3 separate regions of the Mus musculus genome follow, and regions 1 and 3 are each linked to region 2. The links are chromatin contacts, called in public Micro-C and promoter capture Hi-C maps. All regions are on one chromosome and are shown on one strand. Each heading gives the region's core, a stretch centred on a gene start, on an enhancer-like site or on the middle of the called end of the contact. The rest is flanking DNA. Distances are from core to core; before and after follow the strand shown. Region 1 holds the start of Lats2 (large tumor suppressor 2). Region 2 holds the start of Gjb2 (gap junction protein, beta 2). Region 3 holds the start of Sap18 (Sin3-associated polypeptide 18).

Region 1 (3,551 bases), core at 948-3,447, 640 kb before region 2:
TTGTGGCTCACAGCCACCCCCAACTCTGGTTCTGAGGGACCCGATGCCCCTTTCTGGGTTCCATTGGCACCTGGCTCACATGTGGTGCACCTACCTACATTCAAGCCAAAGACTCATACACATAAATAAATCTAAAAAAAAAAAAAAGAATGTTGACAGTTTACCTTCAGATTTTTAATAAAAGCAGCAAGCACTGTAGATTAACTTAAAACATTAGTGTTCCCTCCTCTGTCCAATTTCCATTCCTTCTAAATGGGCTATGGCTATCATGGTTGTAAATGGGCTATGGCTATCATGGTTGTAAATGGGCTATGGCTATCATGGTTGTGGTATGTAAGAGAGGTGAGTACAGAGTCCAAAGCCTGTGTTTATTTATGGAGATGGTGTCATGACATATGTACAGTTCTGCAGTTTGCTTTTGTTCACCCCACATTGGTTCTGAATTCTGTCTGTAATCATTTGTCCTTTGGCAGAAATAAAGCCGGCCTCTTTACTTAGCTTCTCTCTCTCTGCTCCTGCTGTCCAGCTGTCCTTGGCTTTTCACTATTATAAATAGTGCTGTTGCAAAGAGTTCTTGCTTATTTGTTTGTTTCGTTGTTTTTGGACAGGGTTTCTCTGTGTAGCCCTGGCTGTCCTAGAATTAACTCAGTAGACCAGGCTGGCCTCGAACTCTGAGGTCAGCCAGCCTCTGCCTCCTCAGTACTGGGATTAAAGACATGCGCCACCACTGTTTGACAAAAAGAAAGTTATTTTTGTTCTTTTAAAAAAAAGATTTATTTTTATTTATGTGTGTGTCTGTGCTAAGCATATGCACATGTGTGTGTGCATTTACCCACAGAACAAGGCATTGGATCCCTTGGCACTGGTGTCTCTGTCTCTCTGTCTCTCTCTCCCTTCCTCCATCCCTCCCTCCCTCTGCACCCCTACTTTCCCCCTCTACCGGGTTTCTCTGTGTAGCCATGGTTGTCCCGGAATTCTCTCTGTAACCAGATTGACCTTGAACTCAGAGATCACCTGCTTTCCTGAGAGCTGGGATTATAGGTGTGCATCACTAACCGGCTTCCCTAACATTTCTTAGAGCAAGAGATAGGAACTTTTAACACACAGTGAAGGTTGCCAGTGCGCTTGGGGAGATGGGGGAGGAAGTTCCCAGGTGAGTGCTAGACTCCTCTTTTACAGAATATTACTTGATGCATTGGTTTCTCATCACGGTGCAAGATGTCAGTGTAGCACACAGGGTCAGGCTGACTAAAGAAAATGAGGCTAATCTGCAAGAGGCTTAATTATTAAAGTTCAAAGGACAAAGAAATGAGAATCTCTGGAAGAAGCCTTAAGGGAATTAGAGAGGTGGGGGTGGGGGTGGGGGTGGGGGTGGTGGTGGTGAGGGGCAGTCCAGGACTAAAGTCTGTTGAGGCAGTTAAAACAGTCCTGACAAGGGTTCTTCTGACAAGACAGCCTGAATTTGGCACAGGAGAGGGGGCTCGACTTCCTTCCCGAGGACAAAAATAAAAACTGGTACAAATGATCTTCACTCTTGTGAATTTCTTCCGGAATTGAAACTTCAAATGTCACGTTTGCTAATTAAAGAGGAAGTCTGGTTGACTTTTAAGACTATTAGTCCCCACCATCACTTACCACAGATCGTAAGTTGGTGGGGAGTGTGACGTTAGACAGCCAATAGTAAACGAAAGACTTTGCTTCCACGCTGTTATTTCTCAGCGTCTGTCCCTGGACCAAATCCCCAAATGGAGGATAAAGGAGTGGCCGAAGTGTAAACGCCAGTCTCCTCGGCTGGTTCGTGCAATACTGATGTGTTTTATAAAACCATAAGGCACTTTCCTAAAACGTGCCCAGGGAGGGAGCTGGTTAGCCTGCGTCCGGTTAAGCCCAGGCTGTCAGGCGTCCCGGTTTATTATTTGATGCCCGGGTCTCAGCAGCCGGCTGCACTTTCCGTGGCTGGCACCGGGGCCTGTGAACTTACTTTTCTCACCCACTGGTACGAGGCGTTTAGGGAAACCGGCGCTCCCGGGCTGGGGGCTTCCGACGCGAGCCCAGCGCAGGGCAGGTGGCCGCCCAGCCAGGCGGCGCAGGAAGCGGCCCGTGGGGCGGAGCGGGCGGCGGGTAGCAAGGCCGCGGGCGCCCCGCCCGGGCTGGTATGCGGCCGGGAGTGACGCGGGAGGAGGGGTCACGTGACGCCCGTGGAATGCCAACAATGTAGCGAATGTCCCGCTCGGGTCTGCGCTTCGGAACCGCGGCGTGAGCGCCCCGGGAAGATGGAGCCGCCGCCGCCAGCGCCGCCGCCGCTTCCCCGGGCTCCCCCGACCCTCCGGGGTCAGCAACCACTGCCGCCACCGGCGCCCGGTCTCCCGGCGCGCGAGGTCCCGGAGCCGCGGGCCAGGACGCCGCCGAGGGTGTAGAGCGCTCCCGGAGGTGAGGGGCCGCGGCCGGGAAGTTTGTCGGGACAGGGCTCCGCCCGGTCCCACGGGCGAGCTGCCCTGCGGGACAGGGACAACCCGTCCGCTGGGTCCCGGGCGGGTGCGGAGCAGCGGGTGGCGGCGGCGGGGCGGCTTTGTTGTGCTCGCGCGGCGGCGTCCGGAGGCCCAGACCCCGCGTCCCGCGGCGCCGACCCCGCCCAGCCTGGGCCTCCGTGCGCCGCGCCGTCCACCACGCGCGCTCGCGGCCTTGCGCGCTGCACCTCTGGCCCTCGGCGGCGCGGTGCCCGCCCGGTGTCCGGTGTCCCGTCCCCGGCTGCGCCGTCCGGCGGTCGGTGCGGGGCGGTTGCGTAACGTCTCTTTTGAGCCGACTTCTCCCGGGCCGGCCTCCGCCGCGACTCCACGGCCTGAGTCCGTAGCGCTGGTCACGCACGAGCCTCGCCTGCGTGGCCCGGGTCTCGCCCGGGCGACTTCGGCCACCAGCGGCGTGCAGGAGGCGGCCGGGTGAAAACTTATGCCTGTGAGTGTGAGCGGGAGAGAACTGGACGTGCAGATTTTGTTGACAAAAAAGTTTGAGCGAGGACTTTTCACGCCTTTAAATTTCCCCTGCTTGCCCGTAATGTAGCCGCTTATTAGGGAATTTGTACCAAGTCTTGCTCCATATTTTTAGTTTAACCCCAGGTTAGGTCAGTAAATGATGCTCACCAGTTTTGAGTGCTAAATCTGGAGACAAGGCTACTTTTTGTGATTTTTCTTTTCTCCCCTTTTAGCAACTGTTGTAATAAGGCGCTAACAAAAAAAAAAAAATCTTCCAGCATAGGAATGCAGACGCTGCTTAGAAAGCCTGTTTTTAACTTAACTATAGTTAACAATACATTACAGTATTCAGCCTCTCGTAAAATTTTGGTTATCCAGGTATAGAAAACGCTGTTGAACGAATTCACCATGGTTCCTTTGAAATTGCTTAACTTTTACCACACTTCAAAATGTCAGCTTCATATGGTACCAACAGAGGCTGCTATACAGAATTACAGAATCCGAAGTTTTGAACTGAGAGTTTTTCAGCTTCGCCATCTAGTTGGAATAGTATAAATGTAAATTGGAGCTGTGGGTTATTTC
Region 2 (3,185 bases), core at 631-3,130:
ACATCCTAATATTCCCAGCACCTGTGACCATCAGCCAACACACAGCCATTAGGCGAATCTGTAGAAGCAAGTTAGGGAGCTAGACGCTGAAGCTGTAATCATAACGTGGGCACTAACCCTCAGGAGAAATTGTTCAATGGAGAAAGTGAAGCAGTTCTGATCTCCAACCTATCTTTTACTGGCCAGCTTCCTACAATGATTCTAGAAGCTTCTGTCATCCTCACTGAACAGGGGCTCCAATTGACTGGAAACTGTACGACCCATGAGAAGCTAAAGGTGCCAACATCCTTCCACCCCTGCCTGCTGCCACTACCTCATCTCCTCTTTGATTCATCTTTAGATGTGCTCAGGCCAAGGGAGTTGTACCACCCCATCTTGCTTGGCCAGTTATTCCACACAAGCTGATTCAGCACATCTCTCTCTCTCTGAAGGGCTGGACACAGATCCGAGGCTCTCTTCCTTAGAGACACTCCCTCTTAGACTAAGACTTACAGTTAGAAAGGAGGTGGGGGTAGTAGCAAGCGAGCGTGCAACCTTCCTCTGCCCAAGCAAGAGCAGTCAGGTCTGCCCGCGGCAATGTGCCAGCTTTACAGGGAAAGCATGTACCTTCAGCCATGGTCCTTTCATTGAAAGCCAATCCTTCGACCAGACGGGCCTTGTCAGAATGAATCAGTCTCTTCACTGCGTGTAAAGCTAATCTGAAGGAACTTTGTGGGGATGTGCCGTTTTCATTCCAAACCTGGCAGCTGTAGGACTCGGGTTGCAAGTAGTAAGGTGAAGCTAGCTGGCCTAGGTATCCCAAAGCGTAGCTAGCTCTTGTGAATGTCCACCGTAACTCCTCTCAAAACTATCCAGACAGCCAAGCAATGTGGAACACCGAGCCCTCAAAACCCACGAACAGCTTGGCGGAGAGAGGTAGATGCAGGCTGCCCAGGTCTTCCCAGCATCCTGGACTCCAAGAGGGATGGGCTTGCCTAACCTCTTCTGCTCCCCCCCCCCTTCCGCATCCCCTGCACCGGCAGAATCTGGGTGCCCCTTCCTTGCAATGCTTTCAGTTGTGGAAAAGAGGACACAGAGAGCGGGGGCACAGGCAGAGAACCCTCCAGAGACTGTGACAAGTCCACTTCCAGGCCAGCCCTGGAGACGCACCTCTACATCTTCTTCTGTCCTAGCCACTGGCACCCTGTTCAAAGTGATCGAATTAAATCGGGAATTCAAAGAAATAGAAGCCAGAATTTGGCCAGCCCTGGCGGCGCCCTCTGTTAGTCTGCCTTGAACCCGAATTCTAGATGCCTCAGCTCACTGCACTACGGGAGAGGAGTCTCCTGTGCGCTACTGGAAGCTGCAGGCCAACACAAAACTGTACCGTCCGTTTATCTAACACGCACACACACACACACACACACACACACACACACACACAAGTATATATAATATTACTACAGCGAAGCTTCGAATATAACAGCACACTTTCCACTAGTGAGAGTAGTAAGAGCAACATCAACTCTCTTTCAACATCACCCAATCCCCCAAAAGCGAGTAGCTGGGACTTGGAGCTTTGCGACCTGCGTCCTGGGTGAAGACACAGGTCTACCAGCTCTGTTCAGGCTGCGCTCGGGACAGGACACTGGAAGAGCCTTGAGCTCAAAGAGAGCTGGGGGTGGGGTGGGGCGGAGTGGGGTGGGGAGTGACCTAGGCTCCAGGAGAGCTCGCGACTCGGCGGGCCCTGACGGCTCTGGGTGCCCGGAGAGCCCCGCCCGTGGCGCTGGGGGTGGCGGGCTACTGGGAGCCGCCTCCTCCGCAACTTTCTCAATCGCTCCAGGGTGAGAGAGGCGGGGTGAGGGCTTTGGTTAAAAGGCGCCGCGGCCAACAGGTGTCCAGGATCGCAGCGCGCGGCGCGCTCCGCTCTCCCAACTCGCAGCCAGTCGGCGGCGCTCCAGTCCACTGAGCGCAGCCTCCACCGGGACCCGCGGCGACCAGCACAGGATCAGCCGGCGACCCATTTCGGACCAACCCAGGAGCGGCCCCGGGACCCGCTTCAGACCTGCTCCTTACCGGGGACAGCGCCTCGCCGCTTCCCGCCACCCAACGCTGCACGCTCCTCCGGACACAGGTGCGACCGCCAATCCGCGCCACCGAGTCACACTGGTGTAACCCGCCCCCGACCGCAACGCCCCACGGTGGCTGGGGCGCGAGACTCAGCCAGTAGGGACGCGTGAGGTGCGAGGAGGGGTGCGGGCCGCCACGGTCCTGGGAAACCGAGGCCGGAACGCGCTGCGCGGTCCCTACGGGCCACCGCCACCCGTGCATAGGGACCCGAGCTGTGAACGCGTTTCTTCGGCTGCAGGCGTCTGGCCCGGCTCGGGGTTGGAGCCGGCTGCTCTCACCGCCGCGCACAGCCTGAGCCGGGAGGTCCCGCACAGCGCGGGGTGGGGAGGGACGCGGGGGCCAGGCTGTTCCGCGCACGACTGCGACGTGTCGCCAGTATTCCTTCGCTAGAATTTTCCCGAGGCCTCCTGGCTGCGTTGTCTGCCGCCATTGAAAAGTTTTTAGCTAACCGAAAGCTGAGCAGGAAAACTCAGTTTCATTTGTTAAGCAGGAAGCCTCCGTGGGAAGACACTGACCTTTACCACCTAAAGCACTGGGGTGACGTGGGCGACCGCCCAAAACGCGCGGCCGTAGCCGCTCCCGCGAGCTGGGGAACCCCAACCTGCACTCGGGTGGAGATTTTGATTGCTTTTTTTTTTTTTCTTTCCTTAAATGCTTTTTAAGGATTTGCGTCCAGGCGGGACGTTACAGCTGGAAGGGAAGGCACAGGTTCACAGATGGCGTGCTGCTGAGAAACTTGTCCCTTAGGACAATTGCATCAGCCCCTTGGTGCTGCCTCAATGGAAGGGAAGGGAGCGTAGGCCTAAATGGGACCCATTGCTCAGGTCCACGGGATTGTCCTGAGAAGCCTGGCTCAGTCATGGCTACACTTACCCCGGAGTCCTTTGGGAACTATGGGCAAAGCCAGTGAATTATGAGAAGGGTGGAGGGTGCGGTGGGGTCAGCATCTAGAGGCAGTCCACCAGCTCCCCGAAGTATCCTTTAAGGCAAATAAGGGTCATATGCAGTATATACTATAAACATGGAGAAGCTCCCTTCTACTCAGGAGCGAATGATTCACCGGTTCAAGGCAATCT
Region 3 (3,171 bases), core at 314-2,813, 690 kb before region 2:
TATGTAGTTCACTGTGTAATAAAATAAGTTATAAAACTTCAGACAACTGTTACCTTCTTATGTATTTTTGCAACTAAATTTTACCTGGCCAGAATTCATACTCTATTCTGCAATTAACTCCGAAATTTTATATATCGTTCCTAGTGAACTTCAATGCTGGCATAAACTCTGATTTTCTTTTGAGGCAATTTTTAAAAATTAAACAAGCTTTTACAGTCTGAGTGCCCTAGCAGAAGAAGGGTAAGCTTTATAGCAGAAAGTCTCAAGAGCATATGCTGAAAGGTGTGTACAGTAAACACTACATTTTTAAAGTGAAAAACTTGATTATTCCAAGATTTTGATATCCATGTGGTTCTGGAACAATCTCTACAGATAACAGAGAGATAACCCTCTTTAGAAAGCTGGGCTCACGGAATAGAAAAGCAGCACTTAAGCAAAGTCCGGGCAAGCTGGAAAATTCATTTGTTGGGGGACACGGAATTTTAGTATGTGGAGAGTGGCTTAAATTCAGCCGCTACTCAGTAGTTTTCCCTTATAAATTCAATCACTAGCTCGTGTTTTGGATGGGGGTGGGGGGATGGGGGGTTGTTTGTCTGTTTTCCCGAGAAAGGGACTCTTTTGTGGTGTATCTTACCACCGCAACAAAAATGTATTAAAATTCGCCTTTGCTGCTTTTCCAAAGCTATTACAGTGTCAACCTGACACAATCCAAAGGACAAGCCTGTAACGGTCCTAGCTGCGTGGGTCCTGAGCAAGGCAGGTACTCGGAGATGAAACACTTGGGACAGCCGTCCTCACCGTGCAAACACCAAACGCTTTGACACCAAGGGCCGGGGCAGAAAGGGCTCGGTGTTGATGGTGCTTTTTAATATCTTGGTGCTGCGTGGCTCGAGGCTTCCCATTGCCTCCACTCTGCGAACACGGTTCACTCAACAGCCATCTCCCTCCCCGTCCTCTACCATCTTATCCTACCGCACCGTAAGCTACCTACGTATCCTTTTGTACCGGGCGGCCACACGGCGAGAGCGACGCCGGTCAGTTCACTCTGACCTAACGTTTCATCCCCACTCCCGAAAGGCGTCACACGGCGGGCGAGCCCGCCCTGGCTGTCCCCGAGGACGCAGCCCGCCAGGCCCGGGTCCCGCGCGGCTCACCAGGTGTAGATCTGCAGCTCGCTCGAAGGCACGTTCCCGCGGGAGAACTCGTCCATTCGGTGGTGGCGGCCGTTGTTGGTGGTGAAGACCCGCAGCAGGAGCGGGCAGGTCTGCGGAGAAGCAGGGAGTCAGCCTCGGGCGCGCCATTTGGCCTGCCCGCCCACCCGTCCGCAGGCCGCGCCCGCCCTCCCGCCAGCTCGCCGCTGCTGCCACCTCTGCCCCGCAGCCGCCCGCAACCCGCACCTTCTCGCGGTCGATCGGCTTCTCCGGCTCCTTCTTAATTTCCTCCTGGGTAACGCGCGACTCCACCGCCATCTTCCTCCTTCGGCCCGGGAGACGCTCGCCCTGACCTCCGACCCCTGCGGCGAGCATGAGCTAGTCGTCTCTCGCGAGGAAAGGCACGAGGTTTTATAGGAAACGAGTGGCAAGGCGGGGCATCGCATGGCGCAGGCGTATTTCCGTATGTGTGGGTGCACACGCACGCACGCGCGCGCGTACGTGTTGCCTTGGGGAGAGGGGTGGGGCACACGCATGCGCAGTGCTCTACAGGCGTCTTGATCGTTCTTAGTTGTTTTCTTACGTGCTCACTGCCCAGGTCAGCTTAACGTAATATTTTCATGCGTAGTGATGAAAATGTGTAGCGATCACGAAAAACTTAAGAAAATTCACATGACATGTAAAAATATGAACCAGGTAGTCATAGTGATGATAAACCGACTGAACTGGTTAATATGGACCCCCAGTGCAGAAAGGTACTGCAAGGCCAGCGAAATGATACCTTTTCTGTAGATGATGGGGTAAAGCTGTCTGTTTAGGGGCTATGAATGAAATAGGCTCTTTTTATGTCACGCAAAATTCAAGAGAGGCAAATCCAGCGGCATGGTGATGCATACCTTCACCTGGTCTTCAGAGTGTCAGGACAGTCAGGGCTATGTGGAGAGAGCCTGTTTCAAAACAAAAACTACAAAAGTATCAGTGAGAAAGACTGATTGAAAAAACCTTCATGCCGGCCAGTGGTGGCGCACTCCTTTAATCCCAGTACTTGGGAGGCAGAGGCAGGCTGACTTCTGCATTTGAGGCCAGCCTGGTCTACAGAGTGAGTTCCAGGACAGTCAGGGCTACACAGAGAAACCCTGTCTCAGAAAAAGAAAGAAAGAAAGAAAGAAAGAAAGAAAGAAAGAAAGAAAGAGAGAGAGAGAGAGAGAGAGAGAGAGAGAGAGAAAGAAGGAAAGATAGAAAGGAAGGAAGGAAGGAAGAAAGAAACCTTCACAATATGCTATAGATACTAAAACATAAACCCCATAGCTCCATTTTAAAGCAGTTGCTTTAAAAATGAAATCTAGACAGTAAGCATGTAAGGTTCGGAATGTCACTGCTAACCCAGAGAGTTCGTTAAAGATCTGGTGACTGCTTTTAATAGATTGCTTTACAAACAAATCGGATGTAGTATATCTGCAAAAATTAGACACTGCCAGTAGCAGCTGTTGGCCTTGGCACTTCTGAACTCCGGTGAGAAGGCAAGCTGGCACACACTTTGGATTCTTTAGGGTTCCTTGCTAGTCATCCTCTAGTCCTTACAACCCCTTCTTGCTGATAGACTCTAGAGAAAATCTTTGCTAGGAGTATATCCAGAGACATTATGAGAATGCTCTTCACTTGAGGTTCTTACAGAGGACCAGGCTACAATTCAAAACACCTGTAACTCCAGTTCCAGAGGCTCTGATGTCCTCTTCTGGCTTCCTTTGGGCACTGCATGCATGTGGTGCACAGACATGAAAACAGTCAAAACACCCATACACACAGCATAAAAATAAACAGATTTAAGAGGATGTAGAATGCTCATAACTTCAGACAGAAGCTGCTCCTGTAGCGAGGACAAGCCAGGCCTTACTAAATCCTCTATCTAGGACCTCCTTCCCTAAACTGCTGTGCTCCTAGTCGTTAACAGACCCAAGGCAGGGTGGGACAACACAACTTGCTAAATCTCTGCCTAAATTCCTGTCTTGTACCTTCACTA

Evidence for each region. Promoter capture Hi-C pulls out the DNA fragments that hold promoters and counts their contacts. A called contact is a pair of places that touch in the nucleus more often than the background predicts.
Region 1: a Micro-C map of embryonic stem cells shows a contact between it and region 2, with 2.7 times the contacts expected there. The contact joins the promoter of Lats2 here to the promoter of Gjb2 in region 2. A contact is called at or near these places in 4 of 39 promoter capture datasets (embryonic stem cells, hippocampal neurons and liver), 1 of 484 Hi-C or Micro-C datasets (embryonic stem cells) and 1 of 115 datasets of contacts at active chromatin or transcription factors (pancreatic cancer cells).
Region 3: a promoter capture Hi-C map of hippocampal neurons shows a contact between it and region 2, with 4 times the contacts expected there. The contact joins the promoter of Sap18 here to the promoter of Gjb2 in region 2. A contact is called at or near these places in 2 of 39 promoter capture datasets (cranial neural crest and hippocampal neurons).

The regions. Positions count from the first base shown.
Region 1 is chr14:57,744,769-57,748,319 of GRCm38.p6, reverse strand. It overlaps Lats2 (large tumor suppressor 2), which reads left to right and starts at 2,197. Exons shown (of 8, transcript NM_015771.2): 1 at 2,197-2,430. Gm52140 reads right to left here. Exons shown (of 3, transcript XM_030248241.1): 2 at 1,982-3,025. The coding sequence ends at 2,008.
Region 2 is chr14:57,103,397-57,106,581 of GRCm38.p6, reverse strand. Gjb2 (gap junction protein, beta 2) reads left to right here and starts at 1,880. Exons shown (of 2, transcript NM_008125.3): 1 at 1,880-2,113. It overlaps Gm32912 (a long non-coding RNA gene), which reads right to left and starts at 1,917. Exons shown (of 5, transcript XR_383459.4): 1 at 1-1,917.
Region 3 is chr14:57,796,581-57,799,751 of GRCm38.p6, reverse strand. It overlaps Sap18 (Sin3-associated polypeptide 18), which reads right to left and starts at 1,563. Exons shown (of 4, transcript NM_009119.3): 1 at 1,398-1,563; 2 at 1,155-1,264. The coding sequence starts at 1,526. Mir3077 (microRNA 3077) reads right to left here and starts at 1,328; the gene lies at 1,265-1,328.